Linked DNA regions of Mus musculus: all the other regions are linked to region 1. A link is a contact called in public Hi-C and HiChIP or PLAC-seq data. All regions are on one chromosome and are shown on one strand. The core of a region is the stretch at or near the end of the contact, and the rest is flanking DNA. Distances in the headings are between cores, read along the strand shown.

Region 1 (3,340 bases), core at 684-3,183:
AGCTGGAAGGAAAAGCCATTCAAAGCTAATTAAGCAGCCATTCCAAGCACTATTTGCAAGCGGGAGGCTCAGAAGCCTCGGCATTTGTCAGCGCTCCCCCACCCCTCGTGGTTTTGACTGACAGCTCTGGCTAAGGACTGACAGCTCTCGGAATCTCCACCAATTACTAGTCGAGAGTCTCTTTGCTGGTCTGTGATTGGGTTTTAGACTTGCTCGGGGGCGTGGCCGGCGCGCCCCACGTGGGGGCTGGAGCGAGAAAGGGGCGGGCCGGGTAGGAAGCGGGTGCGCCCACCCGTGACGTAAGGGGGAGGGCAGAGAAGGGGGAGGGGAGAGGGAAGCTCCAAAGAGGAGCCATTTTGAGACTAATGGATGCTTTGGCCAGATGCTCGCATCTGTCGAGCTAGGCTTCTCCCTGCCCCCTCCCCCTTTTCGGTGCGCATCGTACACGATTTATGTTTTTATTTAGGAGAATAAATAAATGAAGAGGGGAGCGTGGTCGAGGCCGGAGCGGGCGCTGAGAGGCTCCATCTCGGGGCGGCCGCTCACGTGGAGGTCCCCGCGCGCTCCCAGCTACTCATTAAGATGCAAACGCGAAACTCAGGCTCCTAATGAGGGGAAAATATAGATTCCGGGGGCGCGCGGCCGGCTCGCGCGCGCCCGCAACGGGCCAGGAGCGTGTGCTTGCGTGCAAGCTTGGTGGGAAAGCCGGGAGGGACCCGAGGACACCTGGGCGGCCCACTCGGCGTTGGTTCTCCGAGGCCGGCGGACCTAGGGTGGGCAGTGTGCCCTGACGTGACCCTTGTCTGCGAGCAGATGGGCCCCAGAGTCGAATATCTACGCCTCCTTGGGTGTCTATGCTGGTGACCAGGGACGCTCCAGGCTCGCAGTCGCTCTTCCACGGGTGGCTGCCGATGCATGTGCCCAGGCAGGCCATCAGGCCAAGAAACGGGGTCGGAACTCTGGGTCGTAGCCAGGAGGGCCCCAACTCCGTGCTTTCCCTTCTTCACCATCTCGGGCCCGGAGCACTGCTGAGGAACCCGCCTTGGCAAGGCTGCGGCCAGGACGTAGCTGTCCCCAAAGGGCAAGAGCCCCAAATGGGGCTAGCCGCACTACTGAGCCTGTTGTCCGCAGACTGCCAGGCCCTTCCATCTGCGCGGCCCGCCAAGCCAGAGTTCTCAGACTTCCCCCTCGCCGGCAGCCGCCTTGCATCAGAGGCGCTGTTTATTTGGCTTTCTGAAAAGAAGGGCGAATGAACAAAGGAGAAAAGCGGGGCGCCCAAGGGTGGGAGAGGGGGCAGAAACGGATAAAAGAAAGAGAAACTCAGTTTGGAGAACAGTCTTAGAGGTCGGAGGTAACTTTGGGTGCCAGCATTTTATCGGTCCTAAATCTTTTGAAGTGAAAACATTAAACTGACAAAGTGATTCTGTTTGTTTTATAGTATCTAATTGGGCTGCTTTGCAACCCTAATGAGATTAGAGGGGGGCAATCGTTCGCCGCCTCTGCAGAATCAACTGATCCATTACTACCAGCCACAGGTTTTAAGGATTGTACAGCTTGTCCTTTTTTCCCCCCCTTTTGTTGTTACTCGTTTTCTCCTTCTCCCCTCCCGCCAAATAATTATTTGCTAGTAGATCGTGGGAAAAAAAGAAGAAAAAAAACCTAGCAGCCCAGGACTATAATATATATCTATTTATTATATGTCTTTCGGTTAATTCCTGATGTGAGGAGCGCTGTTTTTCACTCCCAAGCGAAAGTCACCAGCGGGTAGGGCCTGATTGCTACTTTTCATGCATAGTTTTAGACACAAGAGGGCATTGTGACGTCGCGCCTGGCGGCGCCCAGTCGCAGTCCGAGTCCCGTGGCCCCACGTGGGAGCCTCGCACTCCCATTGGCCAACGCTAGGCGAAGCCGCCACATTATTTTGTTACTTTTCAGTCCCTATTTGGAACTGCTCTCGCGGCAGTTCAGACCTCGTGCTCGGCCCCCTTCGCCTGTCTGTGTGTGGTATCCGCAGGTCCGAGGCACTTTTTTTTTTTTTTGAGTGCGTGTACGTGTGTGTGTTGAGTGCGTGTGCTTGTGTGTTTTGGGGGTTTGTCGGGGCGCGGAGAGGAGAGCCAGGCTGGGAGGAAGGAAAGAAGCCGCAGAGCTCCCGGGCTCGGGCTACGTCTCCCCCTCCGGTGCTCTCCAGCCTGCGCGCTCCTAGGCGGCAGGACGCAGACCGCTCCTCGCCAGAGACGCGGCCGATCCACTTGAAAGCAGAGGACCCCTTCGCCGAGGCTTCCTATGCCGGCTGGAGTTAGGATGCCACGGCTCATTATTTGCACCGACTGAGCCCGGAGTTCCTCCTCGACCCTGGGAAGGGCTGGCGGCGGCGGCAGGAGCAGACGGAACAGCAGGCTCTCCTCTCCGAGGGGGGTGGGGGGGCGTCGAAGCGTCCTCGCTGGGCTCTAGCCCTCACCCACGGTCCTCAAGCCGTCACCTCGGTGGCCTGCTTCCTTTCTCTTCTCGCCGCGAGCTCCGGGCCCGACCGCCTCTGGGATCTGACCCGCGCGCCCCGGATGCTCCGGGCTGCCCAGACGCGCCCCCCTCCAGCCTCATCGTCCTGATTGACCCGTGAGGGGACAGGAGAATCCCCCTTCCCGCAAACCCCCGGCCTCGGGATTCCGCACTGGAGCCGCCAGGGAGCCGATGATGTCCACGCAGACCCGGCTTCTGACACTGTTCACGCAGCCGGGGGAAGGCGGCCGGCCGCAGCCGGCCGAGCCCTAGGCGCACAAAGCGCGAGCCCGCCGACGACTTTGCCGCTCGCTCCGCCGCTCTTTGTCTGCACTTGGGGCGCACGCCCGACTCTGGGATTTCGCTGCGAGAGCGGGCTGGGGGGGCCGGGGGCGAGCTCTCGGTTCCCCGGCCGCCCCCCGCTCGGGCTCGCCTCCCCCCTCCCCCGCACGTCCCCGGCTCGGGCTCTCAGCGCTTCCAAGCTCTCGGAATCGCGACCCCTCCCTGCCATGTATCCGCAAGGCAGACATCCGGTGAGTAATTGCAACTAGGCTTATTTAAGCATCTATCATGGCAGGGTAAACGAGGCAGTTTATCTAGCACCTCCATTTTGCTTGTTGCTACCTTTATGGTGCGCGCGCGTGTGTGCGCTCACACAAAGGGGCTGGGTGGGTGGGGGCGCCGTAGAGAGCCAAGGGTAATTGCGCTCGAGTGGCCCGGGCGGCCTGCGTTGGAGGGGGACGCTGGCTTCCGCCCCGGCCCCTCTCCTAAGTCTTCCAACTCGCGCTCTCGGCACTTGGCCGCCAGAGCCCTTTTGGCTTTGGGGGTGGTCGGGATGCCCGCT
Region 2 (3,185 bases), core at 586-3,085, 300 kb before region 1:
GTTTAGCCTTGACAAGTTGAGTTCGAGATGGAAGAGATGCTTGCCCAAACTAGGGGCGTGCTAGCTGTTTTTTTGTTTGTTTGTTTGTTTGTTTGGTTTTTGTTTTTTGGTTTTTGTTTTTCAAGACAGGGTTTCTCTGTATAGCCCTGGCTGTCCTGGAACTCACTTTATAGACCAGGCTGGCCTCGAACTCAGAAATCTGCCTGCCTCTGCCTCCCGAGTGCTGGGATTAAAGGTGTGTGCCACCATGCCCGGCTGCTGGCTAATGTTTAATGACTAGCTTTGCCAAGGACAAGAGAAAACTGCCTGATCACAGTTGAACAGTTCCCATGGTACAACTGTTTAACCCCACTGATAGTTAAAGAATATGTAAGAGCATGAGCAAAGCACCTACCTAGACACAGTAGGCTCTTTATAGAAGACACAGTAGGCTCTTTATAGACACTTCTGCTTTACTCTCTTCAACACAAAAAACAGACAAAATCTATACACATGCACCCACAGCCCCCAGGATGCACATTCCATCCCAGGATGCCTTTCTTGGCTCCAGAGTCCTCCAGGTATTGGAGGTAGCTGATGACGCTGTCTCTCTGTGAGGTCTGCTCACATGTCTATCTCAGCTTCTGTTTTCTGATGCTCAGTCTTCCAACAAGAGCCCTAATGCTTAAGGGAACATCTTCATCTGTAATTATGACCCCGAGACACACCTTAGTAAGTCACTAGCCAATAGAACTTCCAAAATAAATCCCACATGTTTTCAGTTGGGGCCAGTGTGAGGAGGTGGGGGAGAAAGGTGAGAAGCAGCTGTGGTGTCCTGACACTGGGCACCCCGACACCCCAGCTCCTGCTTGTCCAGCCCCGTGCATCCCCATCTCCTTCGAGGCAGGGATAGATCTTTGTCTGAGATGATGGTGTAAAATGGAGTCACTCAGTCAGCGGATCTGCTGCCACATCCAGCTCTCCCTAGGCCTGCTATCCTCTAGTGTCACTGTCCCAGCATGGCCTTGGCTGAGTCCTCCCTGGACAGGTGCATGGCCACCCTCCCTAGGGCTTCTAGGTCCATCCCTCCCTCTTCCTTTCCCTGTTTTCAGCATGACGTCACTGGAAGTTTGTGTCCAGAAATGTGACGTTTCCCAGTGCTGCTCTTCCCATGCTGCTCTCCTGCTCAACGTCTTTCCCACAACCTACTTTCCCTCTTCCCCACCTGTGTGGTTTTCCAGAGGAAGGAAGCATTCTTTCCACGCCACGCTCACCAGCTCTGGACTGACAGATTGATTTACAGTGTCTAGAGCTGCCAGACCCAGAAACCATCAGGTCTGGCCCTGAGCCTCGGAGCTGCAGACACAATCTTTTTCAAGGTCTGAAGGACTTCTCTCACTGCACAGCCTGAGCCACTTCTGACCTAGCCTGAACTCCTCTTTCCATCCTGAGCTTTTTTTTTTCCTATTTTTTTTCCCCATTCTATTCCATATACCTTGGCTTCCTGGACTGGATCCTGAGCCTTATGTGCTCAACTCTGACCTTTGACCCTAATGAGAACATTCCCTGGTTTATCCCCTAGTATATAAGCTGTGCTCCTGGAGGCAAGAACAGCTCCTCCTATTGGGAAGATGCACGCGAATCATTGCTTTGGAGGGAGGACATGTTGGTGGGTGATGGGCACAACGCTTACACTGGAATAAAATGTTGTCCTTGAACTCTGGCAGCTATCCAGAGGTCAGCCAATCACATTTTACCCTTAATTGATCTATCAGATTAGCTTTAACGGCTTGGGGGAGGAAACGGAAATGCAGCAGGAAGCGATTACAATAGACTACTGCTCTTAGGGATTCCATTTGATCTTCAAACAGCCTGTCACAGAGCGAGGGGGTGGGTCCCCATTATCCAACTTAGGCAGTAGCTCAGCCAGCCTAGTCGAATCTCCTGATGTCACTAGGCAGCAGTGGAGAATTCTGGAAAACTGCACCAACATCCCAGGGCTCAGTTCTGGGCACTTGATCCCAGAACCCTGCAGAGCTTTGGCCAGCATGGCTCCCAGCACAGACTTCTGAGCCTTGTGTGAGCCCAGGGAAGCTTTGGGGGCTCTGGACATCCTCTCTCCCCACCCTTTCTCTTTGCCTTGGGCCTAGGGTGGCAGTGGAGAATCAGCTCAGTTTTCATCGGCGCTGGCGTCTCTCAGGGCAGCCCAGGAAAAAGACATTGATTTATGATCAAAAAGGAGGAGGATGCGGGGGAGATGCAGGGCAGCAGGGGTGGGTGGGCGCTAAGAGATAGTATCAGAAAGAATAAAAAAGATTCCCTATGCCTTAAAAAAAAGATGATGAGGAGGATCCTGCCCTCTGATGCCTCCGTAGGCGTGGGCTGGAAAATCTTTTCATGTAAAATTGAAATGGAATCACGAATGAGGAGAGGGCGTCTTGGGGCTTGGGTGTGCCTTCCAGGACTGAATTAAATTAAAAACATATCGATTTTCCCTGCCAACAAACAGGCCTGGCACTGGAGGAGGGGGGCGCAGCTCAGGGAGGCAGCTTGAATCCCTGTCCCAGTCCACTAGCATCCTTCCGAGTCCTGGCAATTTTATAATTGGCCCAGTGGGTTGTGATTTAAAAAAAAAAAAAAAAACACAGAAGAACCAATTAACAGCAGCTTCCTCTGACCTCCGGTTTGAGGTGGTAGGAGACAAGGTAATGACTTAAGACAGAAGGGAGGGAAAAAAAAAAACCCTGAAAATAAAAATAGAAAAATATCAAGAGCAAAGACCTAAATCTTTTTGGCTCCCTGATTAATAACCCTGTCAGGCCGATCACAAGCCCTAAACAGTGATGCTCGTTGCAGCTGAATTTTTTATACTTTCTATTAATCTTTAATGATAGCTTGGTCACCTAGTCTCTTTTATCTTGTCAGATAAATGTATGGTTAACAGGATAATGAGATTTCTAAAGTCCCATCCCCGCTCCCAGCCAGCTAGTGCATGCGGCGACCTCTGACCCCTGGCAGACAGAGGCACCAGGGTGCTCGTAATTGGGAGGTGTGCTGGGGGTGCAGGGGAAGCTGAAGGATGGTTTAAACTTTGATTTGAGGTCAGCGAGGTCACCAAGCTCTGGAAGACCAGCCGGGTTTTATTACCAGCTGCCTCTGATGGGGATATAATTAGATTTAGCTATTGCCTTATTAATAAGTAATCG
Region 3 (3,175 bases), core at 63-2,562, 270 kb before region 1:
TTTAGTCCCTTTTCAAAAGAGCTGATGTGAGAATATAAGCAACCATGCTCTGTCTTGACCTTACAATGCTAACATTCATGACCTTGCTGGGTTAGATGTCCCTCAAGCCTGTCTAGGCTGCCAATCTGCACGTTTATACTGTCATCTTCTTGATTCCTACCAGGGCCTTTCACCTTTCAGACATGATCACGTGGGGAGCGTGTCTCTCCAACACACCTGAATGCATCTGAGTTAGCACCTCCTCTCTGGCTGGCCGTGTGACCTTGGGTAAGTCGTTCAACATTGTGGGTTCTGTTTCACACCCAACAGGTAGGAATGGCAAGAGCCCTTGTTTCACTGCTCATGGTAAATAAGACATGACAAGAAGGTGCCCAGGCATGCTCAGCCTGGTGCTTGGTTTACCTAGGCACTGGGACTGGCTGTTACAGAGGCCCACTGTGGGCTTCTGCACAGTTGTCCTCTGAAGGGGTGGGAAGCTTCAGAGGGAGATACTGTGCTGGAAGAGGCACTTGTTAACTTCCGCTGTGTTCTTCTGTCTGTCGCAGTGTTATCTGAAAAGACCGAGTTGTTTCCTGTTACTAACATGTTCTAGTCCTGATGTCCCGTTCTTGGTCATTTTCCCAGGCTCCCCACCTGGCCCTGGTGTGCCTCGTGCCTGAGACTTTCTTCATTTGATCCCTAGCAATCAAGCCCCCAGGTGGTCCCTGCCCCATACTTCTCTGGAGGGACAGCTTCTAATCCGGTCTTGTATAGTATTGACGGGGATGGATTTATTAAATGTCTTCCTCCCGAGCATCTAGATTTCTATGTCCATAAATTATTAGGTCTTGAAACCTTACTCCCGCCTCTGTCTGTACATCTCTGTGACATTCCCACAATCCTTCTTCCTTAGTATTCCCAGGAGTATGGTCTGAAGTAGTGAGAAGAGTCGCCTAGAAGCAGCAGTCAGCCAGTGCAGCTCAAGACATAGGCCCTAGCTGGGGATCTTCTGTCTGTATTGGGCTAAGGCCATCACTCCAATTGTGGTCTGGGCGCTCTCAGCCTTTCAACTGAGGGAGGATGTATATGGAAAGCATTTACCTTTTCCCTTTCCTTTGGGGCTCAGGACTTGGGGCCTGGTGGTAGCAAGCTAGCCACACAACTCAGCTCATCAAATGCTGTTGCTCAGTGGTTAGCACTGTGAGCTGCTGTGGTCAGTTAGTCAGTTACACCTTGTATCCATGGAGAAAACAAGAGAATGGACAGACACGCAGAAATTTCTGCTCACTGCCATGGGAAAGTCACTCTGTTTAAGCAAAGATGCCCTTGGATTGAGTGCTGTTCTCCCAGATTCTAGATTTGGCAATAGAATTTGGAATAGGGACAAAGAAGATTCTGGAATTGTATTTAAGGAGGAAAGAAGAGAAGCCTGTGGCTAATATCCAGAGATCTTAGTGGCTAGAGGCCTCACAGGGGGTCTTTAGAAATGCAGGACAAGGGAGAATGTCAGAGCAAACAGGAAAGCCTGGCCACACAGGCCCCAGGTCATCCTGGTGTGACCCTCTCTAGCCATGTCGTGCTCGGCAGATGCCCAGGAGACGTGGCCTGGTTAGGAAGCTCTATTTCCCATAATTAAGACCTTCAGCTTCCACAGCCACAAGGGTAGGGCTGTTGTCTCTATCATCCTTGCATCTCGTTCTCTCTTCCCACTTCCTCATTTGATGGTTGTGCCCTCACAGGGTGGATCCGAAAGGTGAGATTACTCAGAATCTGAGGTTGGCAATAGAAAGTGATGTGAGGTGTTCTGGTAACTCTGCTATTGATGCTGGGGCACTCACCACGGGCCAGACTCTGCGTCTGGCACTAGGGCTGCAGCGGCAGGTAGGCCTCTGGGCTCACTTCACAGGAGGCTGTGAGAATGAACCAGGAGACCCCCGTGGAAACAGTGCCCCCATAGAGACTGAGCAGGCTGCTGAACTAAAGTGGAGCACGGAGCGCTCTGCCTGCCAAACTAAGAACCATGCTCTCGTGAGCAGAGATGACTCAGAGAATGGCTCGGAACAAAGGAGTGGGATGAGCTGATTTTGTTTTTGAAACTTTTAATTCCAAAACTAAATCACACTCATAAAAAGATAAGATAGCGTGAAGAAAGCATGAGATTAAAGTTCTTGTGGTGTCCCCCCACTTTGCGGCACCAGTTCCTTCCCAGGGAAGTCCTCAGTGGATGCATCTGTGTACTTTCTTGATTTATTTATTGACTGCATTTAAGAACATATGTGCTTTTTTCACAGAAATAATATTAAGATGCACACAAGTTAGCTTATTAATAGCTGGCTCTCATTTCATGTGGGTACATATAAATTAATCTTATTAATAACTGGCTCTCATCTCGTGTGGGTGCATGTAAGTGAATCTTGCTTGCTGATGGGGATTTATTTTGTGGTCACTTTTTAAAAAATGGCCACCAGGTGCTGGAAGAGGTGGCTCTGCAGTTAAGAGAGCTGAGTGCTCTTCCAGGATCCCAGATTCTATCCCCAGCTGCTCATACCCATCTCTAGTCTCAGTTCCAAAGGATTTGATGCCCTCTTCTGGCCTCAGACACTAGGTACCTACACAGTGCACAGACACACATTTGGGCAAAACACCCATGCCCATCATACACATAAACATTTGATTTTGTAATGGTCACTAACTGTGATGTTGCCTTTCTGAACTTTGAGCTGAAAATTGAGTGTCTGAATAGTAAATTTTGTTTCAACTATATATTTTTTTTTTTGGTTTGGTTTGGTTTGGTTTGGTTTTTCGAGACAGGGTTTCTCTGTGTAGCTCTGGCTGTCCTGGAACTCACTTTGTAGACCAGGCTGGCCTTGAACTCAGAAATCCGTCTGCCTCTGCCTCCCGAGTGCTGGGATTAAAGGCATGCGCCACCACTGCCCAGCTTGACTATACTTTTTTTTTTAGATTTATTTTATGTCTCTCTCTCTCTCTCTCTCTCTCTCTCTCTCTCTCTCTCACACACACACACACACACAAACACACACACACACACACACACACACACACACACACACACACACACACACCTCTTCTGGGTGAAAGTCAAAAGACAACTCCCAAGAATTGCTACTCAGTTTCTATCCTGTGGGTCAGATAGACAGTCCTCAGGCTTTGTGGGAAGCCCCTTTGGCCATGACAT
Region 4 (2,901 bases), core at 35-2,534, 330 kb before region 1:
CAGGTTACAACTAGATCTTCTTAAATTATTTTCTGCTTTGAACCCCTTTTCCTAACCAAGCAATGTAGACCCTCCACTGGTCTATAACATAGGTATAAAAATTAAATGTTTACTGATAATATGTCAATGAAGAGATTGCTTTAAAAACAATTCTGCAAAGTTAAGTTGATTGTTTATTAAAGAGGGGGAAAGCCTCCTAGTGAGAGGACATACTTGTTCATTCTTATAAACAGCCAGAGCTTGGATGGATATTTGGTATGCAAGATGTAGACTGTCTTCACTGTTTTTCAGAGCTGATCAATATTTTGATTTTGTAATCACCAATAAGGAGGCCACTTTGTAGAACTCCAGAGTCACAAAACAGAAGAAACATGCTCGGGGCTCTTTCAGAAACCTGGAAGTTCTGTCCTTGCCTAAGTGGAAATTTACTTAACCGTTTTCTTAAAAGTGTAACTGAAGTCAGCAACTCAAAGAGCAATTTGAAAAATCAAACATTCGAACATAATCCAATCCGAAGACACACGAATCTGAGACTTACATGCTAAGCGCTGGTGGTGGGAAAATATTAAAAGTCTTTATCCTCTGTCATTAAACGACTGCACTTCTGGAGAAGCAGAAAACGTACACACAGTAGAAACACGGCGGTTCACAGAACACACTGGCCCCAAAGCTGAGCTGCAACGTCTCCTTAGTGCTGCGTGGTGAGCCACATAGGCAATGTAAGGTGAGTGTGTTCCACGCTCGCTGAAGCTTCAGTGAAGTTGTGCAATGCGACCCAGCTGTGTGCTGTGTGCTGTCTGCTGCACTTCTGATTCATCATACATCCGGCTTTGAATCCGTCTCTGGTGGTTGTGCCCCCTGAAGCTTCTCACTTGGGTTGAGTTCAAAATTCATTTTCCCAGCCGTGTATCGTTCTTACAACTCGGAGACACCTCAGGGATCTGTGAATGAGCTGGGTGGATGAGCAGGGCTGTGTTCCAATAAAGCTTTATTTACAAAAACAGCAGTAAACCAGCTGTGGCCTGCAGGTTGTAGTTTGTCAAAGGCTAGCACCGTTTCAAGTCCAAGCACCCCAACGTATTGCTCAAGGGACCTTTCTAGAATGGCCTCTCTGGCCACTCATCAGGCTGAGACAGCTCCCTTAAATGTCCCTCATCATGGTGCACAGTGTTCAGGGTTGCCCATGTATTTCTTTTTCATCCTTCTCCCTGTGTGGAACACTGCCTTGCCCCCTCCTCAACCCCCGTCTTCCTGAATCTACCCCCAGAGAGCCCACCTGGCTGCTCTGTAGAACACAGGCCTCATATCAAGGTCTCTCGCCTCAGCTTTGGAAGAGCCTGCCCTCCAAAGCCACGCTCCAGTCAGTTGTTCCCACGATGAAGTGCCTTTTGGGACTCTGTGGTCCCTGGTGCCATACAGGGCAGCCCTTAAAGGGACCTGTGGGTTAGATGGGCACTCACTCTCAGTTCTCAGCCCTTCTTTTCTACATCCAACTCACAGAAAGCGGCACCTCCACACCACCTGGCACCCATCATACTCACTGCTGTGAGAACCCAAGCGTGTCTCTCTGGCATTATCCTTTTAAACACCACCCCTTCCCATCCCATTTATTCTCCTTGAGCCCTTCCCCCAAGTTGGTCATTTTAGACACAGACGACCACAGAGCCCTAACTTTTAGCCTCTCTGGTACATTTTTATGTTTAGTTTTTGCTTTCTTTAAAAAAAAAAGAATTATTTATTTATTTATTTTATGTATATAAGTACACGGTAGCTGTCTTCAGACACACCAGAAGAGGGCATCTGATCACTTCACGGATGTTTGTGAGCCACCGTGTGGTTGCTGGGAATTGAACTCAGGACCTCTGGAAGAACAGTCAGTGTTCCTAACCACTGAGCCATCTCCCCAGGCCCTAGCTTTTGCCTTCTTGATGCACTTGATGTGATTTCTTCAAAGTTGCCTTCTAACTCATTAATTTCTTCTTTATCCATGTTCACTGCGTATATTTTTCATTTCCAGAAACCTTGATCTTAACCAAGCTTCTGGCTATAACTTTTGATAGTGTCTTATACTTTTGCTATTTTTTTCTATTCCACCTTTGTTTCTATTCATTTAATTCATATGTGTTATATATTTGGGCCGCATCATTGTTATATGCAAAGATTTGAGGATCTCAATCAGTGGCTTTCAACTGGTGGCATTTTTCCCCCTTCTAGGGGACATTTCGAGATACCTTACTTGTAGATAGCACTTGTAGTTGCTTCTACAAACCACGAGGGGGCGCCACCAACCTGGATGGCTTGCCTTGTCCCGGGTCTAGTGTGAATTCAAACCCTAGGCTCACAGAATTGTGGTAGGAAATTTTGTCCCTTAGCACTTGCTGCTCTGGAACCGAGGTGCAGGTGCAGGATTAGACTTTTCATGCTCACTGCCCTTGCCCTTCCCTTGATGCCTAATCAGTGGTGCGTGTGGGTGTGTGACTAGGGTGCAGTACTCTGTCCTGTGACATTTCTTTAAAGTGGGCTGAAACTGGAAACACACATGCCAGCAACAGCAGAAGCAGGCTTCTAAAAACAACAACAACAGCAACAAAACATTGTCTGTGGCAGTGGGGTTGGGAGCGGGGTGGGAGGTGGGTAATGCACTAGCCATGGCGAGTGTTTGCAGGTCAGAGGACAACTTTTAAGAGTTGGTCCTCTCCACCGTGTACATCCTGGGGATTGAACCCAGGTCATCAGACTTGGCAGCAAGTGCCTTCACCCATTAAGCCATCCTGCCAGCCCCTAGGCTTCATGCTCCATGGGAAACTGATGCTTGTAAGACTCAGCCCCTGACACTGGGAACTTAAGGAAGGCGCAGCACACTGGATGCTCACCTGCTGCAGGGCAGAATGAATTAGAGAG
Region 5 (2,971 bases), core at 384-2,883, 270 kb after region 1:
TGGTCTTGTGACTACAAACCCAATCTCCTTTCTTCTTTTCTCCCTTGCTGCTGGGTGAGTCTACTTTCAGCTAAGGATGGATTGCTGCTCAGTGTCAGAGCAAAGGAAAAGCCCTGGGCTTAGCCTGGACCACAGTTAGCATCAGTTTCACACAGAGATGATTGTCTCTTGGCCCTTTGAGAAAAGAATGTATCATCGGTCCTGCTCATCTGGGAGTCTGTCTTTGTCCCATTAAAGCAGAAAGTATCATTTCTACAAGTCCCTCTCTGTGTGTGGGAAAGGTATGAGTGTGGGGTCTTGGTATGATATACTACCCCACATCTTAGCCCAAAGAGAATCTTAACACTGAATTACAGCCACACTGGCCTCCAGACAACTAGCCAGATCCTAAGGCCCCTGTGGGTCCCGCAACCCAACCCCAGAATGCTTTGAGCTGCCAGTCAGACACGCAGCAGCAGCCTGCCAGCCGAACATCTTGGAAGGGACCAAGCCATGTTCACACCCCACATTTTTAGCCAGAAGGATGCACAACTCACCTTCTGGCATCTCTGCCCATGTCTTATAGGGAAAATGGAGTTCCCATTTGCCCAGGACTCTATATGCCTACCTCAGGACAGACTTAGATTTTTCTTCAAGCCTTCCCAAACTCCAACAGAATTTTGTGTGTCAATGCAATCTGACCACATTCTTGTTTCCTTTCTTTCCTTTCCTTGAGATGAACATTATGACCGAAAGCAACTTAGGCAAGAAAAGGATTTATTTAGCTTACACTTGGAAGTCACAATCCACCAATAAGGGAGGTCAAGGCAGGAAGTCCAGCAGGAGTTTGAAGCGGAAACTGTGATGGAACACAGCTTGCTGGCTTGCTCGCAGGCTCATGCTTAGACAGATTCCTTATCCAGCCCAGGACCACCTGTCTGGGGATGGTGGGCGGGCCCTCAACCCTCAAAGAGCAATTAAGACAATCCCCCAGAGGCCAATTGATCTAGAGAATTCCTTTTTCAGATCACCCTAGTCTATGTCAAGCTAATAGTTAAAGCTAATTCGGCAGCCTCAGTCCTAAGCAGAGCAACACCTTTCAAGCCATCCTGTGGTCTACCCAATTTTCCTTGGAAGGTAAAGGCAGTCTCCCATGATCCCATCTCAAAGAGCTGCAAGTCTAGCTAGAGGTGACAGAAACTAATATTTTAGCTCACTGAGCAGAAAGAATATTCTAGAAGATCCTCAGTTCTTACCTGACGTGAGGATTAGCTCTGATACAGACTAAAACATCAGAGAAATAAGAAAATGGAAGCAGATAGGGCACACCAGGGAACAAAAACACTTTCCTCTGTGCCAAACCACAGAGTTCATAGAGAAATTTCGCCTTCTCCTTCACCCCAGAGCAAGGCAGAAGAGTAAGTGGGGTGTTTCTCCAGAGACTACCTCGACCAGCCAGAAGCTCAACCATGGGCTTGCTCTACCCCGTGCTGAATTCATGCAGAACAGGGCCAACGTGGTGCAGAAGGGACTTCAACAGCTGTGTGATTGACTCCCAATTCAATGAGAAATCACAGGGATATCAAGGCCTTTGTGCCTTGCACACCTGGGATGCTGCCCTGAATGGTGAAGCATCTCTATGTGAAATCAAACCAAGCTCCCAGGCGCCCTAACACTGCCAGCACAGAGATTCATTGGCAGCCTAAACAAACCCGAATCACCGGTGAATGGGGCGAATTTAAGACCTCAATTCTGTGTTTCCTGCTCACAGGATTGGTATAATTGAAATCCATTTGCTCTCACATAGGAGAGAGCTAAGACTTGAAGGAACATTTAAAGAAGTCTCAGGAATCTCTTTATTTTGTCCTTCAGTCCTCGGTAGAGCCGTGACAAAAGAGATGTCTAAATTGGCCCTATTTATATCCTTCGGAAGGCAGTCTCTCCAATGGGTAGAAACTCCAGACTAGTAAGGAATAGTTTGGGAAGAAAGTTGGGAAGTCTTTGATAAGTGCATAGAAACTTGGGGGTGCCTTTTGATGGGAAAGTAAGGAGGGGTTAGGACTCGAGTAGCTAGCAAGTGGGATTTGCTAAACTTTCCCTAGCTAATGAATGCACTTAATGGGCACAGTGTTGGGTATCAATGCCGCATAATGATAATTTAATCTCGTTGGCTGAATTTCTGTGGCTTTCCAGGAGAGAAGGAAGGACCGGCGTGAGAGCAGTTAATCACTCTGCCTTTAGCCAAACTTCATCTAAAGTTTCACCATGTTCTCTAAACAGCACCGAGGGACTGTCATGTGCTTTCGTGAGTCACCAGTAGATCTAAAACAAGCAAAAGACCTGGGCGTTCTTTCTCTTACTTGAGCTGGGAGTTTCTGGTTACATGTGATTCAGTGCGGTACTGGGGCCTAATCAAACAGTGATGGCAGCCACCGTTCTCTGTGGCATTCTGCAATGTCTGGCACCGTTCTAAAAGTATCTGGCATAGATAGGCATTGTACTATCATAGAGAAGGGGAAACCGAGGTCCAGAAGATTGGAAGACTTGTGTATGGGGATTGTCAGTGGCAAAATGAAGTGAACACTCTACTCCTGCCCGATGTAGTCTATAATCTATTTTGTTCATCGATAAGCCCAGAGATCTAAGCAGAGCATACTAAAGAGGCTCCTGTTGACCTCCCAAGAATGTGCCCTGGCTCCTACCCTCCACCGTAAGAAGTATTCTAGGCCATCCAAGAAGAGAAACCCCATACATCTTACATCACCATGCATACATGATCCCCTTCACCAAATTATGGGATCTGGATAGAAGACCCTTCAATCAGGAAGATAAAACGAGACCCACGGAGGTTAAGGAAGTTGAACAGCCGAGTAAGGAAAGCCCTTGGAGTAGCAGAAAGCCAATGCTGGAGCAGACCTACAATTCTAATACCAAGACACCGCTCCTTCTCTTTCACCCTGGCTCAAGAGAAAGAGACATTGTGTTTCTGACC
Region 6 (3,015 bases), core at 293-2,792, 430 kb after region 1:
TTTCCTGAGGTGCTCTGTTTATTCATGAGATACCTATGCGAATGGGTATCTGCTGACTAACAGGCTGCCTGAGCTCAGGTTTCGCCTCTGTCTGTTCCCTAACTCAGAGCAAATAAACTATTCTAATTTTTAATTTTGTTTTCTTGTTGTTTGGTTGGTTTAACTTTTGGAGATAGACTCTTGACATGAAGCTCAGGCTGGCTTTGAACTCTCGATTCTCTGCTACCACACCTGGCTTTATGAACTATTCTGATTTAGATTTTTTCCATCTTAAAAAAAAAATAGAGCGATGAGGCTGGAGAAGCAGCTCTGTAAAACGCTTGCTGTGTGAGCATAAGAACCTGAGTTTGGTCCCCAGAACCCACATAAAAAGCCAGGTGCTGTAGCATATTCCTGTAATCCCAGAGCTGGGGAAGTGGAGGCCTAGCTCAAAGGGTAAACTCTGGGTCCAAGAGACCCAGGCTCAGTGCCTGGGGAAGAACGACACTTAAGGTTGTCTTCAGACCTCCACACACATGCCTACATATGAGCACACATAGGCTTGTGTGTGCACGTGCACACACACATACACATATGCACATATAGGTACATGTGAACCTGCATGTGTGCCCACACAGTAATGCGAGAGTGGCTATTTCTGGCTCACTGAAATGAGACTGCAGAGAGATTTCTCAGATCACATGGTATAGTGTGGGTTTGGTGCATATGACCTATTTTTCTTCTCCTTTTACAGGGCTGGGAACTGCATACAGCCGTGTACTGGTGCTGGTGCTGGGAACCTGGTCAGATCTCTTAGTGTGAGCATCCTTTCTTACTCAGTTATACTGCCCCATCACTCCCAAGGGACATCTGTCTGCAGGATGAATCAAGATGGGGGTTTGGGGTGCATGTATGTACCAGAGTCCCCAGATGCTGGAGTTGCCCTGTGGAATGACACTGGAAGGCTTGGTGTTGGGGGAGGGGTCGGGATTGGTATGTGTGTGGCAGGGGAGGGGTCTGTTCCTCACTTAGACAACAAAAGTACTTGCAGAGCATCTGCTGGGGATAAACCACTGTACTAGGTCCCATGGACAAAGCAAAGGAGAAGCACGCCTTCTTGGCTCAGAGGATGAGCCACCGACTTGAGAATGAGAGGTGTACGGACAGTCATAGAGAGAAACTAACGCCTCTACTTGGGATGTAGCTCAGTGGATGGAGTGCTTGCCTGGTGTGTATACAAGGCCCTGCTAGCACCTTCAGAAACAGGTTATGGTAGTAAGCTGATAGACACAGGAGGATCAGAAGTGTTCAAAACCAGACTGGACTACATAAGATGAGGGAGGAGGGGGGAGGAAGAGGGGGAGAGGGAGGGAGAGGAAGAGAGCTGTTGCATTTGTATATGGTTTTATTGTACTGTTACTCTAAGCCTTGAGGACAGTAGTCCTGGCTCATGTCAAGGCCAGCACGACAGTGGAAATGATTGTTAGCAGAAGTACCCTGAGCTGGCAGCAGTTCTGAGGAAGGGATCAGGGGTTGAAGGTTGCCCAGAACTTCATCTGAGCTCACACAAGGCCATGGCTGTCACCAGGGCAAACATAATCATGGGTCAGAGAGGGAGGTACAATGTTCAGATCAGCAGGGGTGATGCCACAGCACAGAGTTTCTTAGACAGCTAAGAGCCACAGTGCTCCTGCAGCTGAGGCAGACCAAAAGTGTCACCCACACCCTTCTCAATAGTCACAAATAATATAAAATACCTTGGCGTGACTCTAACTAAGGAAGTGAAAGATCTGTATGATAAGAACTTCAAGTCTCTGAAGAAAGAAATTAAAGAAGATCTCAGAAGATGGAAAGATCTCCCATGCTCATGGATTGACAGGATCAATATAGTAAAAATGGCTATCTTGCCAAAAGCAATCTACAGATTCAATGCAATCCCCATCAAAATTCCAACTCAATTCTTCAACGAATTGGAAAAGGCAATCTCCAAATTCATCTGGAATAACAAAAAACCTAGGATAACAAAAACTCTTTTCAAGGATAAAAGAACCTCTGGTGGAATCACCATGCCTGACCTAAAGCTTTACTATAGAGCAAATGTGACAAAAACTGCATGGTACTGGTATAGCGACAAACAAGTAGACCAATGGAATAGAATTGAAGACCTGGAAATGAACCCACACACCTGTGGTCACTTGTTCTTTGACAAGGGAACTAAAACCATCCAGTGGAAAAAAGACAGCATTTTCAACAAATGGTGCTGGCACAACTGGCGGTTATCATGTAGAAGAATGCAAATTGATCCATTCCTATCTACTTGTACTAAGGTCAAATCTAAGTAGATTAAGGAACTCCACATAAAACCAGAGACACTGAAACTTATAGAGGAGAAAGTGGGGAAAAGCCTTGAAGATATGGGCATAGGGGAAAAATTCCTGAATAGAACAGCAATGGATTGTGCTGTAAGATCGAGAATCGACAAATGGGACCTCATAAAATTGCAAAGCTTCTGTAAGGCAAAAGACACCGTCAATAAGACAAAAAAGCCACCAACAGATTGGGAAAGGATCTTTCTTTACCTATCCTAAATCAGATAGGGGACTAATATCCAATATATATAAAGAACTCAAGAAGGTGGACTCCAGAAAATCAAATAACCCCATTAAAAATGGGGCTCAGAGCTAAACAAAGAATTCTCACCTGAGGAATACCAAATAGCTGAGAAGCACCTGAAAAAATGTTCAACATCCATAATCATCAGGGAAATGCAAATCAAAACAACACTGAGATTCCATCTCACACCAGTCAAAATGGCTAAGATCAAAAATTCAGGTGACAGCAGATGCTGGTGAGGATGTGGAGAAAGAGGAACACTCCTTCATTGTTGGTGGGATTGCAAGCTTGTACAACCACTCTGGAAATCAGTCTTGCGGTTCCTCAAAAAATTGGACATAGTACTACCAGAGGATAGGATACTGCCATATCCAGGGATCCATCCCATAGTCAGCCTCCAAACACTGGCACCATTGCATACAC

The links. A called contact is a pair of places that touch in the nucleus more often than the background predicts. HiChIP or PLAC-seq counts read pairs in DNA pulled down with a chosen protein or histone mark.
Region 2: a contact with region 1 is called in a Hi-C map of the N1E-115 cell line, with 7 times the contacts expected there. The contact joins the enhancer-like site here to the promoter of Tle3 in region 1. A contact is called at or near these places in 12 of 39 promoter capture datasets (the 3T3-L1 cell line, the C10 cell line, the HPC-7 cell line and 9 more), 3 of 15 datasets of contacts at CTCF or cohesin (CD8 T cells, large pre-B cells and pro-B cells), 40 of 484 Hi-C or Micro-C datasets (B cells, the C2C12 cell line, CD8 T cells and 25 more), 40 of 115 datasets of contacts at active chromatin or transcription factors (the 230-238 cell line, CD8 T cells, DN3 thymocytes and 29 more) and 3 of 9 other capture datasets (adipose tissue, embryonic stem cells and liver).
Region 3: an H3K4me3 HiChIP or PLAC-seq map of neural progenitor cells shows a contact between it and region 1, with 11 times the contacts expected there. The contact joins the promoter of 4933433G08Rik here to the promoter of Tle3 in region 1. A contact is called at or near these places in 11 of 39 promoter capture datasets (3T3-L1-derived adipocytes, cranial neural crest, embryonic stem cells and 7 more), 9 of 484 Hi-C or Micro-C datasets (the N1E-115 cell line, brown adipocytes, cortical neurons and 6 more), 24 of 115 datasets of contacts at active chromatin or transcription factors (the 230-238 cell line, T-cell acute lymphoblastic leukemia, astrocytes and 13 more) and 2 of 9 other capture datasets (adipose tissue and pancreatic islet).
Region 4: a contact with region 1 is called in an H3K27ac HiChIP or PLAC-seq map of acute myeloid leukemia, with 4 times the contacts expected there. The contact joins the enhancer-like site here to the promoter of Tle3 in region 1. A contact is called at or near these places in 29 of 39 promoter capture datasets (the 3T3-L1 cell line, 3T3-L1-derived adipocytes, the C10 cell line and 18 more), 7 of 15 datasets of contacts at CTCF or cohesin (CD8 T cells, the NIH/3T3 cell line, embryonic stem cells and 3 more), 113 of 484 Hi-C or Micro-C datasets (the 63-12 cell line, the AML12 cell line, B cells and 59 more), 61 of 115 datasets of contacts at active chromatin or transcription factors (the 230-238 cell line, CD8 T cells, DN3 thymocytes and 41 more) and 4 of 9 other capture datasets (adipose tissue, embryonic stem cells, liver and 1 more).
Region 5: an H3K27ac HiChIP or PLAC-seq map of SST interneurons shows a contact between it and region 1, with 6 times the contacts expected there. The contact joins the enhancer-like site here to the promoter of Tle3 in region 1. A contact is called at or near these places in 12 of 39 promoter capture datasets (the 3T3-L1 cell line, the C10 cell line, cranial neural crest and 7 more), 9 of 484 Hi-C or Micro-C datasets (the C2C12 cell line, cerebral cortex, cortical neurons and 3 more), 22 of 115 datasets of contacts at active chromatin or transcription factors (the 230-238 cell line, SST interneurons, T-cell acute lymphoblastic leukemia and 16 more) and 3 of 9 other capture datasets (adipose tissue, liver and pancreatic islet).
Region 6: an H3K4me3 HiChIP or PLAC-seq map of intestinal villus epithelium shows a contact between it and region 1, with 19 times the contacts expected there. The contact joins the enhancer-like site here to the promoter of Tle3 in region 1. A contact is called at or near these places in 8 of 39 promoter capture datasets (the C10 cell line, cranial neural crest, frontonasal cranial neural crest and 3 more), 1 of 484 Hi-C or Micro-C datasets (bone marrow-derived macrophages), 25 of 115 datasets of contacts at active chromatin or transcription factors (the 230-238 cell line, acute myeloid leukemia, astrocytes and 20 more) and 1 of 9 other capture datasets (embryonic stem cells).

What each region holds. Positions count from the first base shown.
Region 1 is chr9:61,370,433-61,373,772 of GRCm38.p6, forward strand. Tle3 (transducin-like enhancer of split 3) reads left to right here and starts at 1,934. Exons shown (of 20, transcript NM_009389.2): 1 at 1,934-3,029. The coding sequence starts at 3,006. Gm34157 (a long non-coding RNA gene) reads right to left here and starts at 58. Exons shown (of 3, transcript XR_379512.3): 1 at 1-58.
Region 2 is chr9:61,068,011-61,071,195 of GRCm38.p6, forward strand. No RefSeq gene overlaps it. Among named protein-coding and RNA genes, the nearest start is that of Gm34004, 12 kb to the right of the region's middle. Within about 2 kb of position 1,836, at least 12 of the 459 cell types and tissues checked have an H3K27ac peak or open chromatin away from gene starts, as enhancers often do. A contact at or near this core is called in the N1E-115 cell line, where this site is marked.
Region 3 is chr9:61,104,074-61,107,248 of GRCm38.p6, forward strand. 4933433G08Rik (RIKEN cDNA 4933433G08 gene) reads right to left here and starts at 1,313. Exons shown (of 2, transcript NR_105026.1): 1 at 1,081-1,313; 2 at 1-551. The region is part of intron 2 of Gm34004 (a long non-coding RNA gene); the gene reads left to right.
Region 4 is chr9:61,044,412-61,047,312 of GRCm38.p6, forward strand. The region is part of intron 1 of Gm33699 (a long non-coding RNA gene); the gene reads left to right. Among named protein-coding and RNA genes, the nearest start is that of Gm46116, 11 kb to the right of the region's middle. Within about 2 kb of position 1,285, at least 18 of the 459 cell types and tissues checked have an H3K27ac peak or open chromatin away from gene starts, as enhancers often do. A contact at or near this core is called in the 230-238 cell line, the P5424 cell line, T-cell acute lymphoblastic leukemia and 4 more, where this site is marked.
Region 5 is chr9:61,636,793-61,639,763 of GRCm38.p6, forward strand. No RefSeq gene overlaps it. Among named protein-coding and RNA genes, the nearest start is that of Gm34770, 23 kb to the right of the region's middle. Within about 2 kb of position 1,634, at least 17 of the 459 cell types and tissues checked have an H3K27ac peak or open chromatin away from gene starts, as enhancers often do. A contact at or near this core is called in the C2C12 cell line and SST interneurons, where this site is marked.
Region 6 is chr9:61,798,204-61,801,218 of GRCm38.p6, forward strand. The region is part of intron 3 of Gm34828 (a long non-coding RNA gene); the gene reads right to left. Among named protein-coding and RNA genes, the nearest start is that of Gm34828, 23 kb to the right of the region's middle. Within about 2 kb of position 1,543, at least 4 of the 459 cell types and tissues checked have an H3K27ac peak or open chromatin away from gene starts, as enhancers often do. A contact at or near this core is called in intestinal villus epithelium, where this site is marked.